Linked DNA regions of Mus musculus: region 1 is linked to region 2. The links are chromatin contacts, called in public HiChIP or PLAC-seq maps. All regions are on one chromosome and are shown on one strand. Each heading gives the region's core, a stretch centred on a gene start, on an enhancer-like site or on the middle of the called end of the contact. The rest is flanking DNA. Distances are from core to core; before and after follow the strand shown.

Region 1 (7,165 bases), core at 451-2,950, 540 kb before region 2:
ACACAGGATCAGACTCAAGGTGACACACAGAAGCACACGCAGAATCACACTGCCACCAACCAGTACCCAGACTCGCCCACGGAGGTGGCAGATGCACTCAGAGAGGTCAGCCAGCAACCCCACATGGGCCATAGCTGACTCAAGCCCACACTCCCAGTCAGCACAGGTAGAGGACACAACCTCCACCAGCCACCCCAGGTACCTTGGAAACTGTTGGAAAAGACGGGAAAAGACAGGGAGAAGTCCCTTCCCATGGCTGTGTGCCCATCCGTCTCAGAACCCTTGCAAGGGGTTTCTGGCTCCCCTAGGCTTATCTTTCTCAGACTCAGTACAGCTCTCTTCTGGCCATGTTCTGAGGCATGGGTGGGGGAGGAGCTAGAGTGTAGAGAGTGGGGGTTGGGATAAAGGAGGAAGGGACTAGGGGAAGCCAGAGTCTATTGGGACTTGGAGGCTACATGGATGTTACTAAGACTCTCACTTTGTTGGCTTATGGCAGCCCAGACTTAGAGTAAGGGGCTGATTGATCCAACTGGTGCCAGGATTTTGGGTTCTCAAGAAGATGAAGGTGGGGATCTTAGATACCCCCCCCCCCCCCGCAACACTAGAGTAGGGGAGAGTGTGGAGATGGAATATGAGAGACTCCGGCCACTGACACCTGTTACAGTGTCCCCGTGCCTGGCCCTTCCCCAGGGTCAGCCACCACTGAAGTGCTTTCTTGGGCGTGGGGGGATGGGGCAGTGGGAGTGAGAGGTGAGTAGTCAGTCCTGGGGCTTGGATGCCAGTGAGAGGGGGCGGGAAATGGAAAGGCTACTCCCAACCGGATCCTGGAGGAATAGGAGCGGGCGGTCATTCTGCACCCACTAAACAAACCATTTTATCAGGGCAGGCTGCTTCATCTCTACCCTATCACCCCTCTACCATGCATGAAGGAGGGTTGCTAGATCTGACCACCTTACCGTCTGTGGGGGGCTGCCTACGGTCATCTCCACATAGTAGCCCTGGCCGGACTTTCCCCTCAGGTTGTCCACCATCTCCACAAAGCTGCCTCTCCGGCCAGGCTCCTCCGATTCCTCGTCGGTCTCCCGGGGCAGCCTCAGGCCCAGGGGTGGCCCTGCCAGGCCGCTGCGAAGGGGCAGCCGGATGCCGAGATGGGTTCCCTGGGCAGGCAGCATTCCCGAGCCCACCCATAGCAGGAGCCAGTGCAGCGCTGGGGCCATAGTGAGCCCGGGCCTTGTGGTCCGGTTGGTGACTGTCCCTCTTGCCTGCCCCTAAGTCTGGGTGGTGGTGGCTTCTCTCAGGAGAGCGGCCTCGGCGGCATCAGGACTGCAGAGTCTGCAGGCCCCTCGCTCAGTTCCCGGTCCAGGCGGCGGAGAGTGGGCAGGAGAAATCCGTAGCGCACGAGAGGAGACGACGATGGCGATCCAGGGGACCCAGCTACATCTGGACGCCGGCCGCCAGCGGGGGGATCGGGCCCCTTGTGGGGCTGGGAGGGGCGGGCATGGCTATCCGAGCCCGTAGCTTTCGGGGTCTTCCAGGCGGGCTTTGCAGCTTGGGGACCGACAGGGACTCCGGGCTCCTACGGCTGCGTCGGCTGCTCAGGCCACCATAATCCAGCTCCCAGCTCCCAGCACCTAGGCAGGCTGGGGAGGCGGAAAGGCTTGTGGCGGTGGCTGTCAAAGCCAAAGGGTTTTTGCTTTTCCCTGGGATCTCTGGGAAGTGTAGTCTTCCCATGGCAGACAGCCCAGCTTCCGGAGCTGAAAGGGGTCTGGGATGCCCTCTGCCGAGATGGAGTTCACTCTGCAAGACCCTAGCGGGAAAGCATTTCCTTAGCTCTAGCAGAGCAAGAAGGAACCAATATCATACACTTCTCATCTGCTAGTCCTTCTTTCATTATTTATTTATTTATTTATTTATTTATTTATTTATTTATTTAGGGTACAGGGTCCTGCAAACATACAGTGTAGTCTAGGCTAGCTTCAACTTTGATGCAATTCTCCTGCCTCACTTTCCTGAATCAGCATTGGTTAACACCCCCCCACACCCCCGTGCGCACCCTGTCATGCATGCCAGCCACTTTACCCCTGCACAGGAGTAGAAAAAGAAGCACAGATCCCAAAAAGAGATTAACCGGGGAGAACTGTGATTCTTGCCACAGTGTGATGTTAAGAATTTTGGGGTAAGCTGGAAACCTGCCTCAAAAAACCAATAAATAGAGCTGGGCGTGGTGGCGCACGCCTTTAATCCCAGCACTTAGGAGGTAGAGGCAGGCGGATTTCTGAGTTCCAGGCCAGCCTGGTCTACAGAGTGAGTTCCAGGACAGCCAGGGCTACACAGAGAAGCCCTGTCTCGAAAACCAAAAAAAAAAAAAAAAAAAAAAAAAAAAAGAAAAAAAAGAATAAAATAAAAATCAATAAATAAAATAAAATAAAACAAAATTTGGGGGTATACCCCGGATGTTGAGGCACCTGCCTTTAATCTCAGCAGGAGAATTTCTGTAAATTCAAGGGCAGTTTGTTCTACATAGGTAGTTCTAGGACAGCCAGGACTGCATAGAGAAACTCTGCCTCAAAAAAGAAACAAAAAATGGGCAATCTAGAAGAGGTGACCTTAAAATTGGAAGTGTTTTCAGGAGCAGAGGCTGGAGGAGCAAGGTGAAAGGGACGAGAGTATTCCAGTCAACAAACCAGTCACTGGGATCCGACAGGGAGACCTGCCGCCTCTTCTGTTCAGAGCATTTAACCTGCCCCAGCTATGAGGTGGCCACCTCTTCTATGCCTGAATCCCTTTGTCTTTCTTTTGTTTGTTTGTTTTGGAGACAGGGTTTCTCTGTATAGCCCTGGCTGTCCTGGAACTCACTCTGTAGACCAGGCTGGCCTCGAACTCAGAAATCCGCCTGCCTCTACCTCCCAAGTGCTGGGATTAAAGGCGTGTGCCACCACCCCCCGGCCCGTTTGTGTCTTTGATGGTTTCCTGTCACGAATCCTCATGACCCATCTGATTACTTCCCATCAGTCAGAGTGAGGATCAGTTGCTCTCAAATTGGTATATCACTGGGAGACATTCCAGCATACTCATTGAGATGAAGAGCTTTGGGGCCCTGATAGCTTAAAACTGTGTGACTGTGTCATCATATCATTTATCAGAGGTGGAAAGCCCTCGATAAAATACAGCAGTCATTCTGATTAGGAAAAAAAAAGGTAAACTAGAAGGAAACATCTTAAATAAAGAAGCTGAGGGGCTCTCTGCTCCTCCCTGTTCCAGAGACAGACGCTTCTTCTTGTGCAGTGCCTGGCTCGTCCCGTAAACAAAATGGTGAAGGTTGGTGTGAACGGATTTGGCCGTATTGGGCGCCTGGTCACCAGGGCTGCCATCTGCTCTCCACATGGCAAAGTGGAGATTGTTGCCATCAACGACCCCTTCATTGACCTCAACTACATGGTCTACGTGTTCCAGTCTGACTCCACCCACGGCAAATTCAATGGCACAGTCAAGGCTGAGAATGGGAAGCTTGTCATCAATGGGAAGCCCATCACGATCTTACAGGAGCGAGACCCCGCTAACATCAAATGGGGTAAGGCCTGTGCTGAGTATGTTGTGGAGTCTACTGGCGTCTTCACCACCATGGAGAAGGCCGGGGCCCACTTGAAGGGTGGAGCCAAAAGGGTCATCATCTCCATCCCTTCTGCCAATGCCCTCATGTTTGTGATGGATGTGAACCATGAGAAATATGACAACTCACTCAAGATTGTCAGCAATGCATCCTGCACCACCAACTGCTTAGCCCCCCTGGCCAAGTCATCCATGACAACTTTGGCATTGTGGAAGGGCTCATGACCACGGTTCATGCCATCATTGCCACCCAGAAGACTGTGAATGGCCCCTCTGGAAAGCTGTGGCGTGATGGCTGTGGGGCTGCCCAGAAAATCATCCCTGCATCCACTGATGCTGCCAAGGCTGTGGGCAAGGTCATCCCAGAGCTGAATGGGAAGCTCACTGACATGGCCTTCCGTGTTCCTACCTTCAATGTGTCCATCGTGGATCTGACATGCCGCTTGGAGAAACCTGCCAAGTATGATGACATCAAGAAGGTGGTGAAGCAGGCATCTGAGGGCCCTCTAAAGGGCATCTTGGGCTACATTGAGGATCAGGTTGTCTCCTGCAACTTCAACAGCAACTCCCACTCCTCCACCTTTGATTCCGGGGCTGGCACTGCTCTCAATGACAACTTTGTCAAGCTCATTTCCTGGTGTGACAATGAACACGGCTACAGCAACAGGGTGGTGGACCTCATGACCTACATGGCCTCCAAGGAGTAAGAAACCCTGGACCACCCACCCCAGCAAGGACACTGAGAGCAAGAGAGAGGCCCTCTGTTGCTGAGGAGTCCCTATCCCAACTTGGCCCCAACACTGAGCATCTCCCTCACAATTTCCACCCCAGACGCCCATAATAACAGGAGGGGCCTAGGGAGCCCTCCCTACTCTCTTGAATACCATCAATAAAGTTCGCTGCACACCCCCCCCCCCCACCAAAAAAAAAGAAGCTGAGGGCTGGGGGTGTGGCTCTGTGGTAAAGCATGTAGGTACAGCAGGTATAAAGCTCTCTGTGCAACCCCAGCACCCAAAAAGGAGAAAACAGGTGTGTTACCAGTGAAGTTAATCAAGAAAGGGGGGGGGGGGTCATTCTCACTTGCTCTTTCCAATATCTCATTCTATAGCCCTGGCTGTCCTGCAACTCATTCTGGAGCCTCGCTGGCTTCAAATCTTCAGCGACTCTCCTACTTCTGCCTCCCGAGTACCAGGTGGGATTGCAGGCGTGAGCCGCTGCCATGCCAGGCATCCTCAGCCCTCTCCCCGACAGAGTCTACAAAGCCTGGTCAATTCAGTAAGGTGAGAAAAATTGATTTCAGCATTTGGGAGGGGCAGAGAAGAGGACCAGGAGTTCAAGGCCACTGTTAGCTACATAGATAAAGCAAGGCGTGGTGGCGAAGCTTGTATCCCCAGGCATATGGATGGCTGAGGCAGGAGGATCTAGAGTTCAAGAGCAGCCTAGGTTATAGAATGAACTCAAGGCTAGTCTGATTTAGCAAGACTCTATCTCAATAAAATAAAATAAAATAAAATAAAATAAAATAAAAATAAAATCCTAGGCTGTAGTTTAATGGCAAAACACCTACCTGACACACATAAAAGCCTGACGTTGAGCCCTGACACTAGAAACAGAAACAGCAGTGGATAGATTAATGTATATGTGGGAGTGGGGTGTGTATAAAGATAACATGCATATTGGAGAAAAATAGATGTGTTATCCAATAGCTGCCATTTGGACACTTACAATTCACATGGAAGGAGAGAAAGCCAAATCTACATTTCATCCAAAAAATAAGCTCCAGATATACTAAGGAGCTTAACATTAAAAAATGAACAGAGGTCGGGCATGGTGGCACACGCCTTTAATCCCAGCACTTGGGAGGCAGAGGCAGGCGGATTTCTGAGTTCGAGGCCAGTCTGGTCTACAAAGTGAGTTCCAGGACAGCCAGGGCTATACAGAGAAACCCTGTCTCGAAAAACAAAATAAATAAATAAATAAATAAATAAATAAAATAAAATAAAATAAATAAAAAATGAACTGGAGGAAAAATAGAATATTTTCACCATCTTATATTAAAGAAAACCTCCCTAATGAAACATATCGGTGGGGGACGACCCACAACTGGAGAAGTTTCCCCTAAGTATGCAGCGTGTCTGTAGGCCTGGAAGCACCCTAAATACCCTCAGCATCCTGGCTCTCCTGCTCATATGGGTCTGTGGAAATGCCGCTGCAGTGCTGAGCAGAGGAACTTCAGAGCACTAGACTGTGTTTACCTTGCTCTGTCACTGTAGGGCTCTGGCCTCCAGGGAAGCACTGACACACTGTTCAGGGGGTGGGGAAATGCAGCCTAGGATGTAGGAGGCCAAAGCTGGGGTTCCCTGATTCCCAGGCATCCAGTCACGGCTGGAAAACTGCACAGAGGAGTTGGGAACAGATTTGGGGCCTTTTGGGCTGAGGATGAAGTCAAGCCTGGGGCAGTTGTCTGGAAGTTCAGAGGCACCTTCTGTGAGAGACGTCTGCTGTAGGTGAAGGCCTTCTCCATGATCCCCATGATGGTTCTCGATGAAAGAGACGGTCCTTGGTTCCAAACTGTCTACTGATCATCGTGGGAAATGGGAGCATACCAACTCCTTAGGGTGGGCCAGAGATTAAATGCCTTTTGCAGGGAAGACTGTTCATGAGGGAAGCTTATTGGCTAAATTCTTAGGGCCTCTAGATACCTCATTAGCATGAAGAACTCTGTTCTGGGCTATATCACTGCTGTGGGAAGTGTCTGGGCCAGGAATCTAGCCAGGAGCAGGGAGGTGCCTACTGTCTCAGGTGGCTGCCTGGGTGCTGGGGTCTTGAACCCACTCACTTGATCTTATCTTACCAAGTTTCCTGGCACAGTTCATTCTCCCACACGCTCACTGTCTGGGAGACTCCAGTCTCACTTCACCTTTCTATTTCAAATGATGTCATCTGTGAACCAGGGTAAAGGTGATGAGGTGATTTGAATATGCTTGGCCTAGGGAGTGGCAGTATTAGGAGGTGTGGCTTTGTTGGAGGAAGTGTGTCACTGTGGGGGTGGGCAATGAGACTCTCCTCCTCCTAACGGTGCAGGAGCCAGTCTTCTACAGGCCTTCAGATGAAGATGTAGAACTCTCAAGCTCCTCCTGCAACATGCCTGCCTGGATGCTGCCATGCTCCCACTTTGATGATAATGGACTGAACCTCTGAACCTGTAAGCCAGCCCCAGTTAAAAGTTGTCCTTTATAAGACTTGACTTGGTCATGGTGTCTATTCACAGCAGTAAAACCCTAACTGAGACAGAAGCGCTGGCTTAAGCCTTGTCATGTAAAACTGTGCGAAGGTGGACAGGGTGACACACGCCTGTAATCCCAGCACTTGGTAGGCTCCCCACTGTTCTAGGTCAGCCTGGTTTCTCCTGGCCTATGTACAAAGCAAGTTACAGGCCAGCCAGGGCTACATAGTGAGATCTTGTGTCAGAAAAACAAAGAAACCCAAAACCTTAATGAGGTAATCTATGCAGAGCACTTGGAATGGGGTTTGGCGCACTGTGACCACACAGTGA
Region 2 (7,850 bases), core at 1,759-4,258:
CTGAAGCTGGAGTTGTGGGAGGCTCATCAACCCACGGAACTGTTTTCTAAATCTGTTGTGCTACCTACATATCCACTAGGCCCTTGATGAGGGGCTAGGAATCAGATCCTCTGGATGAGCGGCAATGCTCTCCACTGCTGAGCCATCTCTCTAGGCTATGCACTATCGCAGACACCACCCCAAACATTTCGCTTGTGAGGTGTCAGAGGGGCTGTCAGGGGATGCTCTGGCCAGAGGTGAGACATTTTTGACTGAACTGGAGACATTTTTGACTGAACTGGGCCTAGGGAGCACTGACAAAAGGAGTCAGGGTTGGGCATATCAGCAACCCGAGGTAGAAAGATCAAATGAGAAGCAAAGGAGAGGAAAAGAACAGAGAAGCCTATGCCATGTCACCTGTAAGAATAGCTACTCAGCCTAGGCCTGGAACCAGGCAGTAAATGAACTAGGATTCTGTGCATGAAGGTGCCACCAGACACAGAGATGACCTAGGACAATGGATCCTAGTCCCAGCCTCGCAGAGTATCACCTGGCAACATTCAATAACTTGATGATGGCCAGGCATGGTGGTACATGTCCATGATTCCAGCTCTTAAGAGGTGGAGGCAGGAGGATCTCAAGTTTGGGGGGCTAACCTAGGCTACATAGTGAGTTTCAGACCAGCTTGAATTACAGAGACCGGTCTCAAAAAAACTCAGAAGAACTCACTAGAAGATGGTGCTTTCAATGCTGACACGGGGACAGTCCCAGGAACTGGGACAAGTTGTTCATCTCATATGTCTTTTCCCACTTAAGATGGCGGAATGCATGAACGGTGAGTTGTGGACTACAAGTTGAGTGTCTGGCTGTTAAATACTTAGCATGTAGATCTTTTCTGTCTAGCTGCCCTCTGGACAGGACATCTTCAAAGATCAGTTACAAGGAGGTTTGTCAGTTTGCTCCTCCAGGGACATAGATCAGTGTGGCAACAGGTGGGCTCCATTGAGGCCATATATGGCTTGGCACAGACACCTGTTTCTATACAATTTCCGAGTTCTGTGGGGTCGAAGGGGGCCCTGTCCTGTCTAAATCTTCCTACAACACGCCTTCATGTGGCAGATGCCTCTCCCGTGAAGCACTTACCATAGCCACAACTATGTACTTCACGGTATGTGGTAATTTCGAGACAGAGTCATGTAGCTCAGACTGTCTCTAACTACATAGCTAAGGACGACCAAAGCCTCAGCAAGGACAGAGGCCAGGTCCACTTTAGCTTTCCTTATTGAATCTCATTATCAGGTTTTTGGTTTTTTTTTTGTTTTTTGTTTTTGTTTTTGTTTTTGTTTTTGTTTTGTTTTTTTTTTTTTGTTTTTTGTTTTTTTTTTCAAGACAGGGTTTCTCTGTATAGCCCTGGCTGTCCTGAAATTCATTTGGTAGACCAGGCTGACCTCGAACTCAGAAATCCGCCTGTCTCTGCCTCATTATCCGTTTTAATAGTAAAGTAAGCCCAAAAGATGGCATCGGATTGGTAAAGGATGAGATCTCCAGCCTCAAACTTAGGAAGCTGCCTGTACAGACGGCTGGGCTTGAGCAAGCCTTGTATCCGGGTATTTTTGGTAACCACCTCCTCCTTCCCCCTCTGGCCCTGGTCAGCTATCAGCATGCACATTCACACCGCCTACCCTCGCCTTGAACTGGAAAGTACACAATGGGGTACAGTGGCATGGCCCCTGTTAGCATTCCTTCTAGGCTCCGCCCAACAGTTACCTAGCAACAGCCAGGTAGGCCTGGCTTGTTCTTAAAGACTTTGTTTGGTCGCTCCTTGCTCACTCTGCCCCCACCCCTGACTCTCTTCTCTCGCTGACCCCTTTCTCCTTCTCCCTCTACCCCCTGTCTTTCTCTGTCTCTACTCCCTTCCCAACCCCCCTTCCCACGCATAAATAAACTCTGTCCACACTATACCTGTCCTATGGCTGGTACCTCAGAGAGAAGGGATGTCACAGCACAGGCCCACCAAGGCCCCCTCCCACTGTACCATACTTGGTTCTATCAAACATATCCTGGCTCTCTTTTATAAAGCACAACAGCTACTGTGTAGACAGAGGTGCAGACTCAGTGTTGCACAGATGGCAGGTATCTTGGACGTCTCAATACTGATTTTTAGGCCTTGCATTCCTCTATTACGAGACTGCAGCCCAGTAGGATATAATGATGGAGTCGTAGTCCAGTAGGACCCAAACTGCTCTGTTAGCAATGGGGGTGGTAAAGGCCTTGCTATGGGGATTCTCTGTACCACTTCCTGCCTAAGATATGATGCTGGGAGTAGAGCTGCTGAGTACCCTCACAGCCAGCCCAGGCACCTCCCCTCCCTGCTCCAGTGACCTTTGTCATCGTTAATATCTATGATGTGTAGGACTTGCTAGGCAAGTAACTACCTCATTGGCGATGGCCTATGGTTTCTTCTTCCTCCACCTCCTCCTCCTCTTCTTCCTCTTCCTCCTCCATCCTCTGCTTCTTCCTCCTCCCCCTTTATTATCACCACCATCATCATCAGATCTTTACCAAACAGGCCAGTGGTCCAGATATTATGCTGAGTGTTGGGGAGGGATGTTCATGAGATAAAAGTGATTAATGAGATATGACCAGCACATGCTACATTCCACAGTCAGGGAGATAAGATATGGACTCAGTCTGTAGGGCAGTGTGTCATAAATGCCAGGCACAGGGTGAAGTTGACTAGTGATGCCTGGTTTCAGAGGAGAGAGAGCATGCGCTAGAACTGTGAGCGAGGCTGGGCTGGGCTGGCTTAGAGTGTTTTCCACTCTGTCATCCATTTACTTCACGTTGTTCCGTGCAGGGATCAGTCAGATGCTCTCACGACATTGCCCAGATACAAAAGAACCCGGACTGGACTGATGATGAGTGAAGAGTGGGTACTCCGTGAATGAAATGAGAAGCCCACTTCCTCTGCACCCAGTGCCTGATGTAACGTCGTGCAGCCTGGGTCGCAAGCGGAAGAACCCCACCTGCTGAAGTCATCCCTGCTGAGTCATTTCCGGGGAAGTGACTTGGAGAATCTGCACGCTCGCGTGAATGTCCTGCCTTCCAGTTTCTGTCTTCGGGCGCCACCTAGTGACAGCATTCGGAAAAGCTCTCTGCTCCTTCCACCTCCTGGCTACCCCCAGTACCGGTTTTCCTCAGTTGCCTCATACCCTGTAGCTCCCAGTACGAGACACCCCTCTTCCCAGTCCACTTCCTCTATAATTTTCTCACTTTGACCTTTTCCCTGAGCATCCTCTTGAAGAAACATCATCTTGTCATCTTCACGGACTTTTCGGAGTTCTCTAAGGGATCCTTTCTAAATTAATTCAGTGCTTTGCCAGTGAGGTGTTGGGGAAGCCGATGCCACTCTTCAGGTCCCTGAGACTTAATGCTTCCCAATGTTGCCTCTAGATCTGCATCCTCTTCATGTGTCCCCCTTTTCTGTACCACTTGGTATACCACACTAGACCAAATTAGAGTGTCCTGGTGGCACATATCTGTTTGGGTGTCCTGGGGTATGCAGATTGGCAAGAGCCATGCTCTCAGGAGATGTGACAGAGGGAGGCAGGTGAGGACTCACAAATTAACTAATGGATGTAACAATGAATGATCCAGAGGAAACAAAGTGGTTAGCTGAAAGTAGAAGAATCTATGTGGTGATGGGAATGGTAAGAAGGTTTCAGAGGAAGACAACAAAGAGGGGGCTGGAGAGATGGCTTAGTGCTCAAGAGCACTTGTTCTTACAGAAGACCCAGGTTCCATTCCCAGCAGCCATACGGTGGCCCACAACTGTTCATAACTCCAGTTCCAGGAGCTCTGGCACCCTCTTGTGGCCTCTGTGGGCATTACGCCCACTAGACATACATGCAGGCCAGGCACTCATACACTTAGAAAAACAAACCAATGAGAACAGTGAGGACGGAGGGGGAAGAAGTGAACAGTGAGTCCCTTTGGGGTTGATGCGCTACCATGAGACCCTTGGGGCAAGGTGGTCAACATGACTTTAAAGGTAGCAATGTCCTTGTGTATGCTGGAGTGTAGGTCCCCGAGACAGGCACGCTGGCTTCTCCTTGGACCTTCGTTTTCAGTGGATTGATTACATACATAAGGGAGTTTTTACTCTTTCACTTGGCTTCTCTGTTGGTTTGGGTGGGAATCAAAGAGAGAACTGAGAGTGGCACCCAGAGACCGGAGCAGAGAGCAGCTGTTTGAAAACAGAAGTGCAGAGTGAACTCACACAGGGCTCCCTTGGAAGTCCCTCCGGAGAAGACTCAGATGACATCACCTCCGGGGCCGAGCTGAGCTCATCTCCTGGGACTCTCAAAGAGCAGGGACTGCTACCAAAAGATGGGGGGGGGTCACAGTCCTGTCACAGTCTCTACCCCAAGAAGACAATAGATAAATAGATCTACCCAACCAGACCAATAGAGAGAACCAGAAAGGAGATTTGCTCATTGTGGTCACATTGGGAAGAGGCAGATCCAGTGACCACTTCAAGTCCATCTCAGAACCCTAAAGTGAAATTGAAATTTAAACAGAGGGCTAGGAACTTGCATATCTAAGCAGTCCTGGTCAGAACGCCCACTGATCCATTATTGTCTGGGCTTCATTCCGTTTCATGAGGTGATCTGAGAAGCTGTGAGTGTCTTTCTGGGAAACAAGTACTCTCTCACTCCCAGCCAGTTTGATAGTCAGGTCAGGAGATACCTAGTTCTTCCAGGCCTGTTACTGGAGAATGGCTGATTTCTTGGATTAACCTTCAGTGCACTCACTGTGCCCTTTAGGATTGGCCTTTGGGTATCTCAGGCTGCCCTGGACCCCAGGTATCACTGTGATGCCCTCTTGATAGTTGAGAGAGGCTAGAAGATACCCAGTAACTTGCTGAAGATCAGAGGGTTCTGAAGAGGGCGAGGAGGGTTTGACTCTGCGCTGGCACCTGAACCACACGTGAAACACTTGGGTGAATTTTAAGGTGGATGCTTGTCCAACCCCCGATGCCAACATCCAGGTGTGAATGGAAAATACTTCCTTGTTTCTTTCAATTCCCATCATAGCTATTCCTGTGTTGAAAACAGAAAGAAACCTGACAGCATAAACCGATGGTTCTCTATTAAAGGGGCTCTGGTCAGTTTCTGGAGACAGTTTTGATTGACATGAATATGAGGCTCAAGGGGGCACTGGCACCAAGTATTGGAGGTAAAACGTTTATTAGAAGAATTATTAACTCCTTGGAGAGACAGACGGGCAACAGCATTATGGGAACTTTGAGCAGAGTTCAGCCCCCCCCCCCCGAATCAGGGACAGACAACATGGCAGAGGATCTGAAAAGAGGAATCTGGGTTCACATGGCAGAAGTAGGATCTCTTGTGAGGATGTGGTGGTTTCTGGACAGGGCACTTTGATTCCCAGGCAGGAGGCTGGGGAGAGAGCGGGGAGCAGGGTGTGGGTCACCAATACCCACTGTGATGTACACTCCATAGGAGAGGAACCTGGCACCTGGAAATATGTTAACCGTAGACCCCAAGTCCCCTCAGTAGGGCGCCTGTCAGTGTGTGGGAGAGGAGAGGAGCTGCAGTGGGTATTGTGGTCTGAGCTACAGTCTGCTCTGGGTTCTCACAGTCATAACTGCTGGTAGGAGTAATGGTAGCAGCAGGGAAGTCAGGCTAGGATGCAGCAGATCAACCCACTGTGTCTGAGACAGCCACTCACAGCAGAGTCAGCCAGACCAAAATGTCACAAGTACTGGGGCAGCCAAGCCTGGCAGGGTGAAGCAGGGAGAGGAGGCACCGGGAAAGCAGCCGCTGGCCACTGTGACATGATCTTGATTATTTAACCTCACTCTGGGGCCTGGCTTTCAGCTTGTCAAACTTGCACCTTGGGTTTGTGACTTTTCAGAGATAAAGATTCTGCAGAAATGATTCACAGCGAGCAAAAAGCTTGAAGAATGTACTCGTAATGGTTTTTAGGCTGTCACTCTCCAAAACAAGGCAAAGAGCTCTCCCCCGATAGGACCAAAGCCTTAGAAGCATGGAAAGGAGAAAATAAATAAATACATAGAAGGAAAAAGCAACTGAAATTTCTCTCAACACTTCTCCCCACTCTTGACCCTTAAGCAAAGAGTCTAGAGGCTGGGACAGTCACCCACAGCTTGAGTCACTTCCTGTCCAGGAGCTCTTCAGTGACACCTTAGGGAAAGTAGCAGAGGCAGTTCTCCTAGAGGGATTCAGACCTAACGAGAACCCAAGACACAGAGACAAGTCCGCAGTCTTCTCTGATGACACATTCGTTCATTCACTGTAAGAATTCCGAGGATAACCCTATCTAGAATTTTCTTTTTACATTTTGTATTTGTTTTATGTCTGGATATTTTGCTTGCATGTGTGTCTGGGCACCGATTACATGCCCCGTGCCAATGGGTATTGGACAGTGTTCCTAGTTTCTCTGGAAGAGCAGCCAGTGCTCTTAGCCACAAGACCATCCAGTCCTCCATCTAGAATCTTCTTGTCAGTAGAATTGTGCACTATGGCTCAGCAAAGCAACACTTCAGGAAGCCGATGGGGGTGAGTTTGCAGAGTGGAGGGAGTGATCGCTAGAAGCCTTCCATAGTGTCTTCCTCACTCCGTGATTGATAAGGCCAGACCCTGTTATACAGACACTAGTGTTGAGTACCCATGTCCCTCAAGCTCCTCCTGTTGTTCCCTGCCAGTCCTCCACCCTCACGAACACGCCTGCCATCCTGCCAGCCCATCATCCCGGCCGCGTTTGAGTCTGCAGCCCGAAGTCCACCAGGCTCTTGACGAGGTCTGAAGTGTTGCTAGCTGACCATGCATTTTTCCTTGCTTACTTGCAGAACTTGATCATGGGGTCTCCATGCACCTCACCCTGGCCCTGTGATAGGTCACATGTCACTTTTTATGTTGTGTCACAGTGACCTGAGCATATTGTCCTCCCTACTCCATCTAGGGTTGTCCAGGCAGGTCTAATGACACAAACTTCTGGCTCTGTCAGAATCAGGATTAAATCCCAGCTACAGTACACACCAACCACTGCAACATCCTGTCAGTCTCTCTAAGTCTCGATTTCCTGACTACTAACTATGGTCTCCTGGGCTTAAGATAAAGTTGGATAGTCAGGCTTCTTGTCTCTGAAACAAAGCAGGGAAGGTCTATTTGGGTTTACCACTTTAGAGATCTCAGAACATGATTCTCACCTCTGCAGATTCTGGGCCCAAGATCAGGCATAACATTATGGTAGCATGAGTGTGTGGCTAAGAATACTCACGTCCTGACAAAACAAGAAGCAGAGGTCAGAATAGAGAAGGGACTGAACAAGAAATATCTGCCAAGAACACACCCCGCTGTGGGCCTACTCTCTCCAGCCAAACCTTCCTTCTTAAAGTTTCTAGAACTTTCTAGAATAGCAGCACAAGCTGGGGACAAGCCCTTCATCCATGAGCCTCGTGGGAGGAATGTCATGTCTGTAAAGTAGCTAGCAAAGTGCCAGGCAGAGGGAAATCACTCAGTAGATCACTGTCATTGATGTCCCTTCGGATTGAGCCCAGCAATGGCAGCCAGTCTCTCCCATCCTAGGTGTTCAATGCATGGTTGTGACTCAAGGCTGGTTTGGGCTCCTGTTCACTGCTGTGTCAGGCACAGGCTGTGCTTGTCTCACTAGTGTGAATTGGAGACTTGAGAAAGGTACAAACGACTCAGAGTGATCATTTCCCAGCAGGAAACCTAACTAGTTTCTGAAAAGTAAGACAGACAACAGCTACCTCCCAGGCCAGCACTGCCCACTAGGAATATAGCGTGAGTTACAGGTATAGGCCA

Evidence for each region. HiChIP or PLAC-seq counts read pairs in DNA pulled down with a chosen protein or histone mark.
Region 1: an H3K27ac HiChIP or PLAC-seq map of differentiating embryonic stem cells shows a contact between it and region 2, with 4 times the contacts expected there. The contact joins the promoter of Bace1 here to the enhancer-like site in region 2. A contact is called at or near these places in 4 of 39 promoter capture datasets (cranial neural crest, frontonasal cranial neural crest, hippocampal neurons and 1 more), 3 of 484 Hi-C or Micro-C datasets (cortical neurons and embryonic stem cells), 11 of 115 datasets of contacts at active chromatin or transcription factors (differentiating embryonic stem cells, embryonic basal ganglia, embryonic forebrain and 7 more) and 1 of 9 other capture datasets (embryonic stem cells).

Annotation. Positions count from the first base shown.
Region 1 is chr9:45,833,080-45,840,244 of GRCm38.p6, reverse strand. Bace1 (beta-site APP cleaving enzyme 1) reads right to left here and starts at 1,700. Exons shown (of 9, transcript NM_011792.6): 1 at 957-1,700. The coding sequence starts at 1,217. It also overlaps the pseudogene Gm7286.
Region 2 is chr9:45,295,814-45,303,663 of GRCm38.p6, reverse strand. No RefSeq gene overlaps it. Among named protein-coding and RNA genes, the nearest start is that of Tmprss13, 19 kb to the left of the region's middle. Within about 2 kb of position 3,008, at least 318 of the 459 cell types and tissues checked have an H3K27ac peak or open chromatin away from gene starts, as enhancers often do. A contact at or near this core is called in cortical neurons, differentiating embryonic stem cells, forebrain and 1 more, where this site is marked.